Linked DNA regions of Zea mays: region 2 is linked to region 1. The links are chromatin contacts, called in public Hi-C maps. All regions are on one chromosome and are shown on one strand. Each heading gives the region's core, a stretch centred on a gene start, on an enhancer-like site or on the middle of the called end of the contact. The rest is flanking DNA. Distances are from core to core; before and after follow the strand shown.

Region 1 (6,465 bases), core at 2,722-5,221:
TTGAACAACAACACCATGAACGTGTGGACAAAGGCATGGCTCGACGCCCTTGCCACGACGTCGCAATTTAGGCCAAGGTGAAGTGGGATCGTGAGATCATCGCTAAGAAACTCTAGGATGACACGAAGTGTGCCATGGAGAAGGCAGATTGATCAATGGAGGATGTTCACAATGTCATTGATCATTGGATGGAGCTGGACAAGATTATTGCACGACACCAAAGCTCGTCAATAATAGATCCAAATCAACTGGAGGGCAACACACCGGGAGCACCAATTACGCCAGAAGGAGGAGCACCACCAACAAAAGTGCCAACATACAACATGCTCCACACAAAAGTTACTCCTAATTATTTTTCTACAGATTCATCTAAGGGGTCTTTAGATGGAACCTCCTCCACTAAGGAGGACACTGACGCCGCAACTGTGACCATCAAATCCACTACCATCCCTGTTAGAGGACATGGCACTGTCACAGTCGACGATCACAACCGTCGGCACCAAACTCTCATTTTCGATGACCTCACCTCCGCACAACTAACGATTCAGCACACAACCAGTAGGTGAGGCGGCCTCCGCTGCGTCAGCCCTCCCACTCGTAGGAGTCTGGGTTAGATGGAAAATAAAGATATGATTGGATAATGATTAAAATAAAAGGAAATAGGTTCTTTTAGAAAAGAGGAGTTTAGATCCATAAGGATTCTATCCTTATATTTGTTGGAGATCAAGCGTAGATTGCTTAAAGGTCAAGCCCCTCGGGACTATAAATAGAGGGGTCATCTAACCTTTCAAATCTTAAGCATAAACAAGAGCCTGACTCTTCTCTTATCCCTCTTCCCCTTCTAAGCCTTGGTCTTCTCCCTTCTCTCCCTCTGTTCCGCGGCCCTCCTCCCCTGTGCCTGCCATGCCCTAGCCACTGCCCTCCTCGCTGCGCCTCTCGCTCTCCCTGTGCCTCCCTGCCCTAGCCACTGCCCTCCTCCCTGCGCCTCTCTCTCTCCCTGTGCCTCCCTGCCCTAGACACGCGCCCCCTCCAGCAGCAGCAGCTCCCTCCTAGTTAGGGCTGTGAGTACGTCACAGATGCAGTAGTCACCTAGAAGGGATAACCAGAAGTAGAGAAATGGAATATAATAATAGAATGAAAGCTAACTGGCAACGATAAACACAGGAAGATTTTCAGTTGTCTCTGCATGTGAATTGCCTTTTCCATTTAAGTATTTGTAAGGATTTTCACTTGCTGAGCATGAATTCTCATGTCCTCTAGCAAATGGTTTATGTCTTTGTGCTATCATATTACATATACTTGGATTGTGAAGGGAACTGGATACATGTGAAGATGGCATCAGTGGTATACTGGTGTTAGCCTGTTAGGCGTTGCATGCCTGGGCCCAAGTTATGCATCACATCTGAGTTAAAAATCTAATTTCTTCGTTGTTGCCATTAGTAGTGGCAGCAGTCTGCAGTCAACTAGTAATTCCATCTGTTGAATTTCTGATCTTAAGTTACTTTCTATGCCTGTTTTCCATAGATTTTTATGAGAGGTTGACTCAACTTACTATTTGTGCTGGTATAACTTAAACATCTTTACTCTGATGCAACAAAATAGATGTATCCTGGTTACCTCCCAACTAATGCCCCCTTTGGAATGCGGGAATTTTCCCTATTTCCTGTGTTTTTTTCTGCGAAAATAAATTGATTCCTGTGAAATTTCTGTAAGATTACTCTGAAGTTCCTGTATTCTAAAGGGGGCCTAATTCAGCCTAGAACAGTGATTACATGAAACTATGCAAGACTGCCTTCAGAGTGGTGTTATATCTAAAGATTTGTTAAACTACTGCTTTATTAGTACCAGGTTTGAACGGGTGATCAGGGCTAATGACAAATTGAATGGCTGAAAATACTCATTACTAATTTGTGAATAGGTGAAAAGATTGGGAAACATTATACAATCATACAACTCCAAAAGTTCAAAGTCTGTGCATGCTGTCTAGATAATTCTTTTTAGAAGAATGAAGAGCATCTTTGTATCATTTTATATAGCATTTGTTTGATTCTTGAGTTTGATCTGAATAGTATAAAATACTATTAATTTTTAATATGGACATCATTTTCTATTATATCTTCTGTAATGTTCTCACACATAAAAAAGAAAGAAGGTATTACTATCTTAACGATGATATAATAATAAGCTAGAGCTAGAGGTAGCACCAGTTAAAGAAAAGTTTGGCCAACATTGATTGAGATGGTTTGGACATGTCCAACGAAGACCTCGAGAGCATGGTTATTAAAGCGGTAAAACGTTAAAACATTATGAACTAACTTTTAACTTTTAAACGAATGTTAAAACGTCTTTTCAGACTTGACATAGAAATTCAAATATAGAATAAGTTCGTACATAAGTTGAGTTCACAAACCAAATAGCATAAAAAGAAACAGATCAAGTTCAACAACACAAGTTCAACCACATAAGTTACAACTTTTATGCATGATCAGTAACCATCATCGAACTCATTAATATGAAGACCATGAGCATCCACACCTTGATCATCACCATCTTTTTCACTATTGCTTCCTTCAATTTTATCTTCCACATCAAGATCATCAAGAATATATTCCTCATCCTCGTCATCTTCATTTGCTAAATTAGTCTTCTCTTCCTCAAGGTCTTCATTCCTTCTCACACACCCACCAGCAGCTCTCCTAGGAAAATTACGACCTCTGAGATGTGCAGATGCACCAATAGCTTCATCAACTTGGTTGCGCAAATAGAGCTTGAATGATTGATCCACTGGTGGGCAATATGGTTGCACAAAATCAGTACTCACCAATATGGTCTGCTGGCTGAGGAGAGCAGCGGCTGCCGGCTGGGCTGCTGTGGGCGCCAGAGAGCAGCGGCTGGGGCGCTGGGCTGCTGAGGGCACCAGAGAGCAGCGGCTGGCTGCCTGGCTGAGGAGAGGAGAGAGGAGAGAGCGGTGGCTGGCTGTCGCTTAGGAGAGGAGAGAGGAGAGGAGAGCGGCGCCTGGCGCTGAAGAAGAGGGCGGCCGGCTGTGGCTGAGGAGAGGAGAGCAGAGCGGCGGCGGCTGGCTGAGGGAGTGAGGGCGCGGGCAGTGCCTAGGAAATGACCTAGAAAATGCTAAAGGCCTAGGACGGATAGAACGTCTAAAACGCTATTTGGACGCTTAAATGTTGTTTAAACACTTGAAACGGACGTTCTACGCCCTAAACCTAAAACGTTCAGACGTTTCAACTTTTAAACATGTTTTCTCGTTTAAACGATGTTTTAATAACAATGCTCGAGAGTTATTAGTGCATAGTAGAATCCTAAAGCACGATAGTAATAGAAAAAGAGGTTGGAGAAGACCAAAGTTGACATGAGAAGAGACACTAAAAGAAGACTTTTAAAAATAGAATATATCTAAAGGTTTAGCCTTGAATAGGAGCGAATGAAAAACAGCTATGCACATATTTAAATCTTGAATTGTAGTGTGTGATGGGTTTCAACTCTACCCCACCTCAACTAGTTTTGGACAAAATGCTTTATTGTTGTATCTATCATCACAATCCTTGCGTATCTATAGAAATCACTTATGGAATAAGCAAGCAACGTTAAATAGCCATTGTGTATTGAACTACATGAGTAACTACATCAGTCTTGTCTTATTCTTATATGCAGGTGATCTGACCCTTCCATTGAGTTGAATGAAGTAGCCTGGAACTGTGGTAGTTCGTCTTTTACATCTTAAGCTGCTGATAGACTTCAAATAAAATCTTGTCCAAGAAAACATTCTGTGAGCGTACATGTTGTCGTCGAGCTGTGTAATTGAGCAAATCGTCAGATTGAAACTCGTTGTCTGCCTTGTTCTTCAAATACCGCTTATCCAGACGGTGCTTTTGTTTTCACTTTTCCACTGCATCTTTGCTCTGCAAGGATACGAAAGGCATCATTGGTTGCTGTTGACTGTTACAACGTCGTTATCAGTGGATTAACTAGTACATTGTAACCAGATAACGACGTTGCTGGATAACGACGTCCTTCCCGGCTAGTACAAAAATACCGAATTTTTTTTATTCAATCCCTCCCAATCGTTTGACCTTTTAACCTTATGTTTGACTTTTTTAATAATTATTATTAATTTTACTGTGGTTAATATGACTTCAATTTTTTTTTTGTTTTTTCTAAAATATTAAATAAGGTAAACCAAATTTAGTAAAAAAATTAAACGAATTATAAATTAGGACAAATGGCCCTATAAATTCAGCCTTATTGAAGTATGATATATTATTCTATCTTTGAAAATCAATTTGGAATAAAGCATTTCTAAGCGGAACGATGAGATTTTTGAGAATTTAAGCAAACGATTTGAACCACTTGTTTGTTCTCTATGCCCTATGAAGCCAGACGCTCCGGTTGAGTTTAGAAAAATAAGCTTTTTATAATAAATATTGGTGTTCCGCTTGCTTCTTGATCCGAGTGTAAGGAACGTGAGTGAATTAAAGAAATTAAGTTGGTGTTTGTGACTCCTACATGTTTCGGGAGCTGTAGTTTTATAATATAAATTTAAATGATTTCAAAAACATTTTAATTTAAATAACAAATAGAATAACTTATTTAATCTAAAGGTTTTAGGGTTTATATTTAAATAATAAATAAAATCACAATTTACTAGAGTAGCTATTGATCTTGCTCTACCGACTCCAAATTTTTTGGAGCTAAAGCCAACCCAAACAAAGCCTAAAGCATAGTGCATACTATCATTTAGGGTGTGTTTGGAAGAAAAATATTTTAAAACTATAGGTTTAGAATACTACGGTTTTAAGATGTCATGACACAACCGTAGTATTTTTCCATCACTCTTAGCAATACGTGTTTAGAGACAAAGTATCTTAAACCATGATATTGAGTATACATGTGCAAGGCTAGTCATAGACAAAACTTTGGGTTGGAGTAGAGTTTCAAATACTCCAAAAATACTATGTTATCTACAAAATCATCATATTCAAAATAGAGTTTTGTACCACGTAGCCAAACACCTTTTGGCAAAAATACTATGGTATTATCCAATAACATGGTTTTACCTCAAAACTTCAAAAATAGTTTGCTCCAAACACTCCATTATATATAACAAGCGCAAATTAAAGACATCATCTAGAAGAATTTGTTAGCATCTGGTTTAACCCTTCATAAAAAGGTTCCTTAACAAGCAACGCATGTGTGGGCTAAGTGAGTCGGTACACGCATGGCTTGTTTGCTTGATCGGTATATGCATGTTGGACGTGTTTACTTAGGTATATACATCATTTACTTAGTTATATAAATCAGATATAGGGGTATGGTTATTCAAATTTAAAAAGACATCTAAGACATATACATTGATATAATGGAGTGCATATAAGTTTTGTATGTTATTTCTTAAAAACTTCTTAAAACACGGCTCATTAACGAATAATGATGATTGTAAAAGTGAAGCTGATCTTTAAACTTAAATAACCATATCAAAGATATAACTTGACGAAAATATGATTTATTTATATTTTTTACTTACCTCTAGAAACCTCAAAACATAGTGGTATATATCCTTAGCTGAGTGGCCTGTCACGTTAGGAAACCAACCGCCTCAGGGGCTGACCGGTCAGGTACCCTTGTCAAAGCAAACATGCTCAATATACCAAAAGTAAAACAGACATAAAAATAGATTATTAGGCTATCTTCAACATCTTACTCGTCTCTACCTCTTGTTGGGGGCCTTCTCCTGTCGAAGGAATAAGGAATACAATCTTTGTTCTGGAACTTCATCTCGACGATATAAGCCAAAGAGAAAAGAATAGCTTCGACTTCACGATCTTAATCCAAAGCGGGTAAAGAAGGGACCCACCAATGCATGCACCACGATTTCGGGAAGAAATGAAGATGCTACCACTAACCGTTTTCGTAGCTATAGGTACAAGGTTCAAGGCTATGACACATAGTTGTATACGAGCTCGTCCCTATAAATAGATGGACAATACATAGACACAGTGTAACACTTTAAATTTGGGGTATAAAATTTCTTTTCTCATCCAACAAATTCAGGTGTTACTCTCTCATTTCTTTGCTTTCCCTCTCTTTTCCTAAAAATGGAGAATTATTTTGTTTTATATTAGCATAAGCCTAGTGGAATAAGCCGTTGAGACACTTTGGTTGTTGCATTTGTGCAGTTGCACGATGTTTCTAAGTGCAAAATCTGTTTGAAACATGTAAGTATATCCTATAGAAGCTCTCGGTAGATTTTTCATATTTTTCGAAATATTTTTTTATTTTCCGGAAGCCAAAATCTATTTGTTTGAGATACTTAAAAATGTTTTTAGAAACTCTAAATATGTTTTTTGAGTTCATTAGGTGCCAAAACATTTATAGGATTTTTTTCTAGAATTTTTGGAAGCATCTACAATATTTTGAGCACAAAATATAGATTTCTAGGCTTTTATGAAT
Region 2 (6,465 bases), core at 1,689-4,188, 200 kb after region 1:
ATTCACCTAAGGTCGCGTATATTAATTTAAGTGTGTAGTGTAACAACAATTGATCAAGTACCGAACTAATTAAGATCTAGTGCTAATTTTATTTACGCGTTGCACGAATATCAACTAATATAATTATGTTGAGATAAGTATTTTAATCCATAGCTGCTTAATTTAATCGCTATGTCTCTCGGTTGTAGCTTCGACCGTCGTAGTTTCTTTTCTCGCATAGTCGTAGACGCGAGCTTTGCGCCACACATCTGTTTAGTTGTTATATTTTATTGTGTGATGTATTGTTTATTTCAATGTTAAGAATGTGGAATGCATGTTTGAACTCGTATAGATAACAGTCCGTTGGTGGAATCCGAAGAAGTTGTAGGCGAAGACCCTGAGCAGCAGCTGGTTGGTGAAGGCAAGTATCATCTAACCTATATATGTCTTATACATTTTATAATTCATCTCCCCACATTTACATAATTTATACCTAAGGATTGACTAGTCTTTGTTTATCATGTCCTTGTTTACCTATTTGGCTTGGATTATTTCTAGATTAGCTCTATGCTAGCGCATCACGTTAATCAATAAATATGATGAGATTATTTATGATACGCGGTTTACTTTTGGAAATGATGATGGCATTGTGATAATTAAGGGGGCTCGCGTAGTTTCTCGAGTGCCTCTCCATAAGGACTGGTTTGTTGGATGACCACCCGGGAAAACAGTACAACCACGAGGGTGGAATGGGACGCCCTTAGCTGATTAATTAGAGGAACTAAGGTGTAGTTTGCTTCGCCGTCATGCCGTCAATGGGGTTCGGTGTATACGTCTCGCTCTGCCGATGGTGGTTTGCCCCTTGGGGAGGAGTGCGGTACATTTAGGAAACCTAATGGGTGGCTACATCTCAGAGGATCTTTGTAAAGGCTTTGTAGTGAGACATTGTTAGTTCACCTTGGGAGTGATCAATGGGGAGTCATGATCCTCGGGCAGATTGGGAATCACGGCTCGTAGGTAAAGTGTGCAACCTTTACAGAGTGTTATGAAACTGATATATCAGTCGTGCTCATGGTTATGAACGGCCTTGGGAGCTCCTTTGATTAGAGATACTATGTTTAGAGATGATAAGGATAATAGTGGTTTTAATGGTGATGATTATTATTATGGATTTTTGTGTTCTTTCCATTTGGAAGGAGTACCTTTGGGTTAATAACTTGGGTTTAATGCTAAAACCTGGCTCTCTACTAGTAATAATTACCTGACCAACTAAAAGAATCGCTCTGAGCTTCACCCCACATACAGCTAGTCCACTTTAGCTAAATGGGACAATTGCTGAGTACGTTGATGTGTACTCACCCATGCTTAAAACACTAAAACACTAAGTTGTCCACATTGCAACCCCTGCTCAGGAGAAGATGAAATCATGATGGAGGATTTCCAAGAGTTCCAAGACTATGACGAGTTCTAGGCGTGGGTTAGCGGCAAACCCCTAGTCGGCTGCATGTGAAGGTCGTGTATTACTACGTTTCGTTTCTGCACTTTGGTCTATGTTTAAGACTCCGTGGATGTCTCGGATATCGTGATGTAATCAAACCATTACCTTCTTTATGTTCTTATTTGAGCACTGTGTGATGATATCTGGTTATGTAATTGTTGTGTACGTGAATTGTTGATCCTGGCATGTACATGGTTCGCATTCGGTTTGCCTTCTAAAATTAGGTGTGACAGTCGCGGAGGATCGTTTTCGTCATATGATGTAATTATTTAGCTATTTTGTACAGAACTCCTATTATATAATAAAGATGTGGTATTCATTTCTGTACCATGAGTCATCATATGTGTGAGACTTGATCCTAACACACATTTGATTCGTGCTTAGGTTTGCCCTTAAATCTGGGTGTGACAGGTGTCGGGCTATTAACACAGGGGGAGGAGCCGGGGCAAGGGATAGTGCGTCTCAGCTCTACATCTTGCTTGACGTGCCATCACAACGCAGAGGATGTCGGATGCCCTATCGAGCGTGCAGACGAGCTTGGGCATGGAGCGGGAGAGCGTCGTCGGGGTCGTGGTCCAGGTCCACAAGGATCTTCGCCAAGTAGATGTTTCCATCACACGTCGCTCTGAATCTCTCTCTTTGCTCTCCGGTCCATGATTCCGGGAAAGGAAATGGGGGGAGGGTGTGATGGTAGTGGTGTCTAGGTCGAGCATCAGAAAGCAGCGAGCATCTTCTCAAGATTTGCTGGTGGAGCTTTGTAGAAGAAAGGAAGGGGAGTGAGGATTTTTGTTTTCGTAGGCATATGTCAGGGAGAAATACATGTGTACATTCGGGTTGTCCGATCAAGCCTGAATTTATTTCGGGTCGTGTCGACCCGACCCATGGGCTTAGCCCTCTTCCTGGCACGTACTCCCTCCGTCCTAGGATATAAGGCATAACCAATTTTTTGTTCTTGTCCCACAATATAAGGCGTGCTCTCTCCATGCATACGTACATCGATGTGGTATAGAGACAATTAAGTACATTTCTTGGTATTTAAACCAGAGGTGGTTACGCCTTATCTACTGGGACGGAGGGAGTAATTACTTAAACGTGTCAGGCTTATTTCGGGCGACCTGAAATTCAATTTTATTAGTATGATATGGTTTAGAGAGACCATATAGAGTAAATCGCTACGGACCCAAAATTATAAAAAAAACCTGAAAATAAATTTTATTAGTATGATATGGTTTAGAGAGACCATGTAGAACAAATCGCTACAGATAGATAAATATAGGATGAGACCATGCTAGATATAGCATGAGAAATTTAGAGAAGTTGGATGTGTTGGCTGGCTGGCTGGCTGCATCAATCATCATCACGGAAATATATATGCCGTGACTTGACTACGGCACTGATCACGCGGGCCCAGGTTCGAGCGGGCACCACACGTCAGGGTCGTAAACGATCCGTGGAGATTTGTTAGCATTTCCGGCTGCCTTTTTGGGAAAAGAGAGTGAGGCAGAGGCCCGCGGGGCCCACGCACGCAGCCGTTCCATGCACGCAACGCAAAGCGCCATCCATCCCCATGCGGCGCCCACACAGAAACGCCGCGCGGGCAATGGAGTGCCCTGGCCCCTGGGCCGAATTCCTCGTCTTCCTCGAGCCTTTGTTAAATGTGCTTGCTATTACTATTTGATTAGCTAATTTTTTTCTTATAATATTGATTAACTGATTATTTTCTTAATGTGTAATTATTTTTAAAATAAATATTCAGTGATCCAAACATCCGATCGCTTTTTGATTAACTAATTCTAGATTACTAACTAGACCCTGAAAATTTTAAATATAATGCTGATTGCCCAACAAACATGAAGGATGAACCGTCCGGTCCATAAACGGCAAAGCTGTGGTCGTGGTCTCGTGGAGTATGCGGGCAAGCACATATTCACACCGCATACCAACCAATACTATGTATACTCGGTGTCGCTTGTTCATCCAGACTCTCTAGATGCATTGACTAAGGGACGGCACACAGGATCTAGCCATGTACCTGTACACTACTACAGTAAACCTCTGTACAGGCGGTTTGGTTAGCCTCTACACAGGCGGTTCCAGGAACCGCTTGTGGTGCACCGCCTGTGATGTAAAACAACATCACAGGCGTTCAATCAAAAACCGCTTGTGATAGACACACATTACAGGCGATCCAGTTTAAAGGAACCGCCTGTGATAGACACACATCACAGACGGTTTCTTATCCTAGCCGCTTGTGTTAGCCACACATCACAGGCAGGGCCGTTCCTGACATTTCGGGGGCCCTGGGCGAAAACTTATAAGTAGACCCTTTTAACTCATAAATATATATAATATGCATATATATAATTATTATTATAAACATATATGTTGAAAGGTTAAAAATACTATTAACTAAATTAATAAAACTTACTTGGCATATTGGATCATCTTATAAAGTTTCTTCAAACATTATTTGATACAAAGACATTGAGTATGTTATTAATATCGATGTATACTATTTCAATCTTGATGACATGATATAACTATATATGTTGATGTAATCGTAGCTTGGATCTCATATAACCGTAATTACTTGGCTGGAATTAGGGCAATTTGGAAATAGGAAATGACATATACCGTATGCTAGTAAAGTGTTGGTACATTGCTACGGTTTCTATTTACGATTAAGTATAGAATATAAAACATAAAGACATATGTGTTCTATTGGCTAAGTGAGTGTAAATGTTGGTTTAAAGCCAACAACCATGGTTTGAATCCTCATTATACATAAGTTTAACATTTTTCATTTAAATATAGAATGCACAATGATGGTGGAAATCATGGAACAAGAAAAAATGGTATTTTAATATAGTAGAGACGTGAACGTGATCGTAGCTTGACTTAGGCCCCGTTTGGTACTTTAGTCCAGGGACTAAAGTTTAGTTAAGAGACTAAAGTTTAGTCCATATCCTATTTGGTTATAGGGACTAAAAATATTCAAAATGTATTAAATGGATCATAAGATGACGTGAACGTGATCGTAGCTTGACTTAGGCGACGTGACGATCCCTCTAATAAAGTTGTTTGGTTCTGGGTCAAGGGTTGGGACTGGACTATCCTAGATTTGTCCCAGTTATCCCTCAAAATTGGAGGGACGAGAGAGGACGTCAGGGGACGTCCCTATCCTGGCTGTCTCGTAACCAAACGCATAAATGAGACTAAAATGGAGTGACTAATCTTTAGTCCCTCAAACCAAACATGCCTTTACTTATTTGGACCGGTCAACTAACAAAGCGAACGTTGTTTGTTTAGGCTGATTAAATCAGCAAGTACTATACTTAAATATATACGTGAGTGGGGGCCCCAACATTTTGGGGGCCCTGGGCGACCGCCCGGCTCGACCACCCCCAGGTACGGCCCTGATCACAGGCGGTTTTTAATATAAGTCCGACTGCATACAATATAAATCACAGGCAGTTTTCAATATACAGATTCATATACAGAATTTTCAAACACAGATTCAATACACAGATTATACACAGATTATACACAGATTGCATACACAGATTTATACATATCAAGTTCCATAACATGTTCCATACACAGATTCATCCACATATCAAGTTCCATCGTCATACATAAATTTATACACATATCAAGTTGCATAACAACTCAACATCTGAAAGTTCCATAGACAACTAAACATCTAAAGTTCCTAACTAAAGACCTAAACACTGTGTGATATCGTGTACAAACTTAGTTCTGGGAATTGTTGCAAATTTCCATTTGTATTGTAGAATAGCCCTTGTTGATGAAGAACTTCACGACGCATAAAGTAAAGCAAGTCTCTTACAACCTTAGCCACGCCGATGGAAACCATATCTCTTTCTAACCATTCAGCATTGATCTTGGATTTAGGAACCTGCAATGAAAGCAAAAAGCAAGCAGTGCTAAGAGTAATGTGATGAGCAACAATATAACATAAAAATTGCAACATAGACAATGATAGCGAACTTACATCCTCACGATTGACCATGTAATGGAAGGTGACACGACACCATTCGCATACATAATAACCGCACAGGACAGTACCCGGAGGTTGTTTGTCACCATATGGAAATAATGATATTGACAAATTAGCTTGACCTCTAGATGTTTGCCGCCAAGATCTTTCCAATAAAAACGGTATGCACTGCATATAAGAATAGCATTGTGAGATTAAGAATACATTTGTTAAGTTGTAATAAGTACAAGTGTGCAATAATAATCATACTTCTCTAAAATCTTCAAGAAGTCATTATATGTAGCCTTTTCCATTCTCAGTGAGTCGAAGACCACGACTTTACCATCCTTTGGAAAGATCATGATACAAATGTAGTGGTCACTATATAGACATAGACGAAAACACATGTTAAGATCACGATTGCCATAATTTATAGTTTAAAACCATGTCAAGAACTTACTTAAAGTGGTGCGGAGCTATTATTAAGTCCTTGCCATGTTGTACATGATTAATGGCTCGTCCAATGTATGCCGCCATTACCTTCATTTTCTTTCTCTGATTCTGTTTGACAGCTTTCTCAAATTGAGCATCATCCAAGTCTTTGTATTCTTCTCCATGTCTCCGAGCAACTTCTTTGTAGCGAGCTTGGGATATCATCAACGGGTCAAGAAACCCTGTCTTAAGTTGTTTCTTCTTATCATCCATGTATTGCATCCTACGTGTAAAAGTGTTAATCGTTAGATTCTCGTTTATGTGTGCATGTACAAAACTAACAAATATGGAAGTTTAGAGGTACTTACAAGCAAAAGAGGGTTAAGTAGTTGGTTTTCCATCCTTTGTCGGTGGTACAACGACCAGAGATCGTCAAAGAATAAATGCCGCACAGGATCTATATTATCTTTGCTCCAAAATGCATCTTCTAGCACAACAAATGTGAAGTCCTCGAGTTTGTATTTGTTGCTAGCCACCATGTACCACTCATGCATTC

The links. Hi-C and Micro-C count contacts between places; a contact is called where the count stands out from the background.
Region 2: a contact with region 1 is called in a Hi-C map of leaf, with 4 times the contacts expected there. The contact joins two enhancer-like sites. A contact is called at or near these places in 3 of 25 Hi-C or Micro-C datasets (ear, leaf and tassel).

What each region holds. Positions count from the first base shown.
Region 1 is chr5:45,675,385-45,681,849 of Zm-B73-REFERENCE-NAM-5.0, forward strand. LOC100191555 reads left to right here. Exons shown (of 3, transcript NM_001294148.1): 3 at 3,670-3,955. Among protein-coding and RNA genes, the nearest start is that of LOC100191555, 6.9 kb to the left of the region's middle. Within about 2 kb of position 3,972, at least 4 of the 20 cell types and tissues checked have an H3K27ac peak or open chromatin away from gene starts, as enhancers often do. A contact at or near this core is called in leaf, where this site is marked.
Region 2 is chr5:45,880,498-45,886,962 of Zm-B73-REFERENCE-NAM-5.0, forward strand. No RefSeq gene overlaps it. Among protein-coding and RNA genes, the nearest start is that of LOC100381608, 33 kb to the right of the region's middle. Within about 2 kb of position 2,939, at least 17 of the 20 cell types and tissues checked have an H3K27ac peak or open chromatin away from gene starts, as enhancers often do. A contact at or near this core is called in leaf, where this site is marked.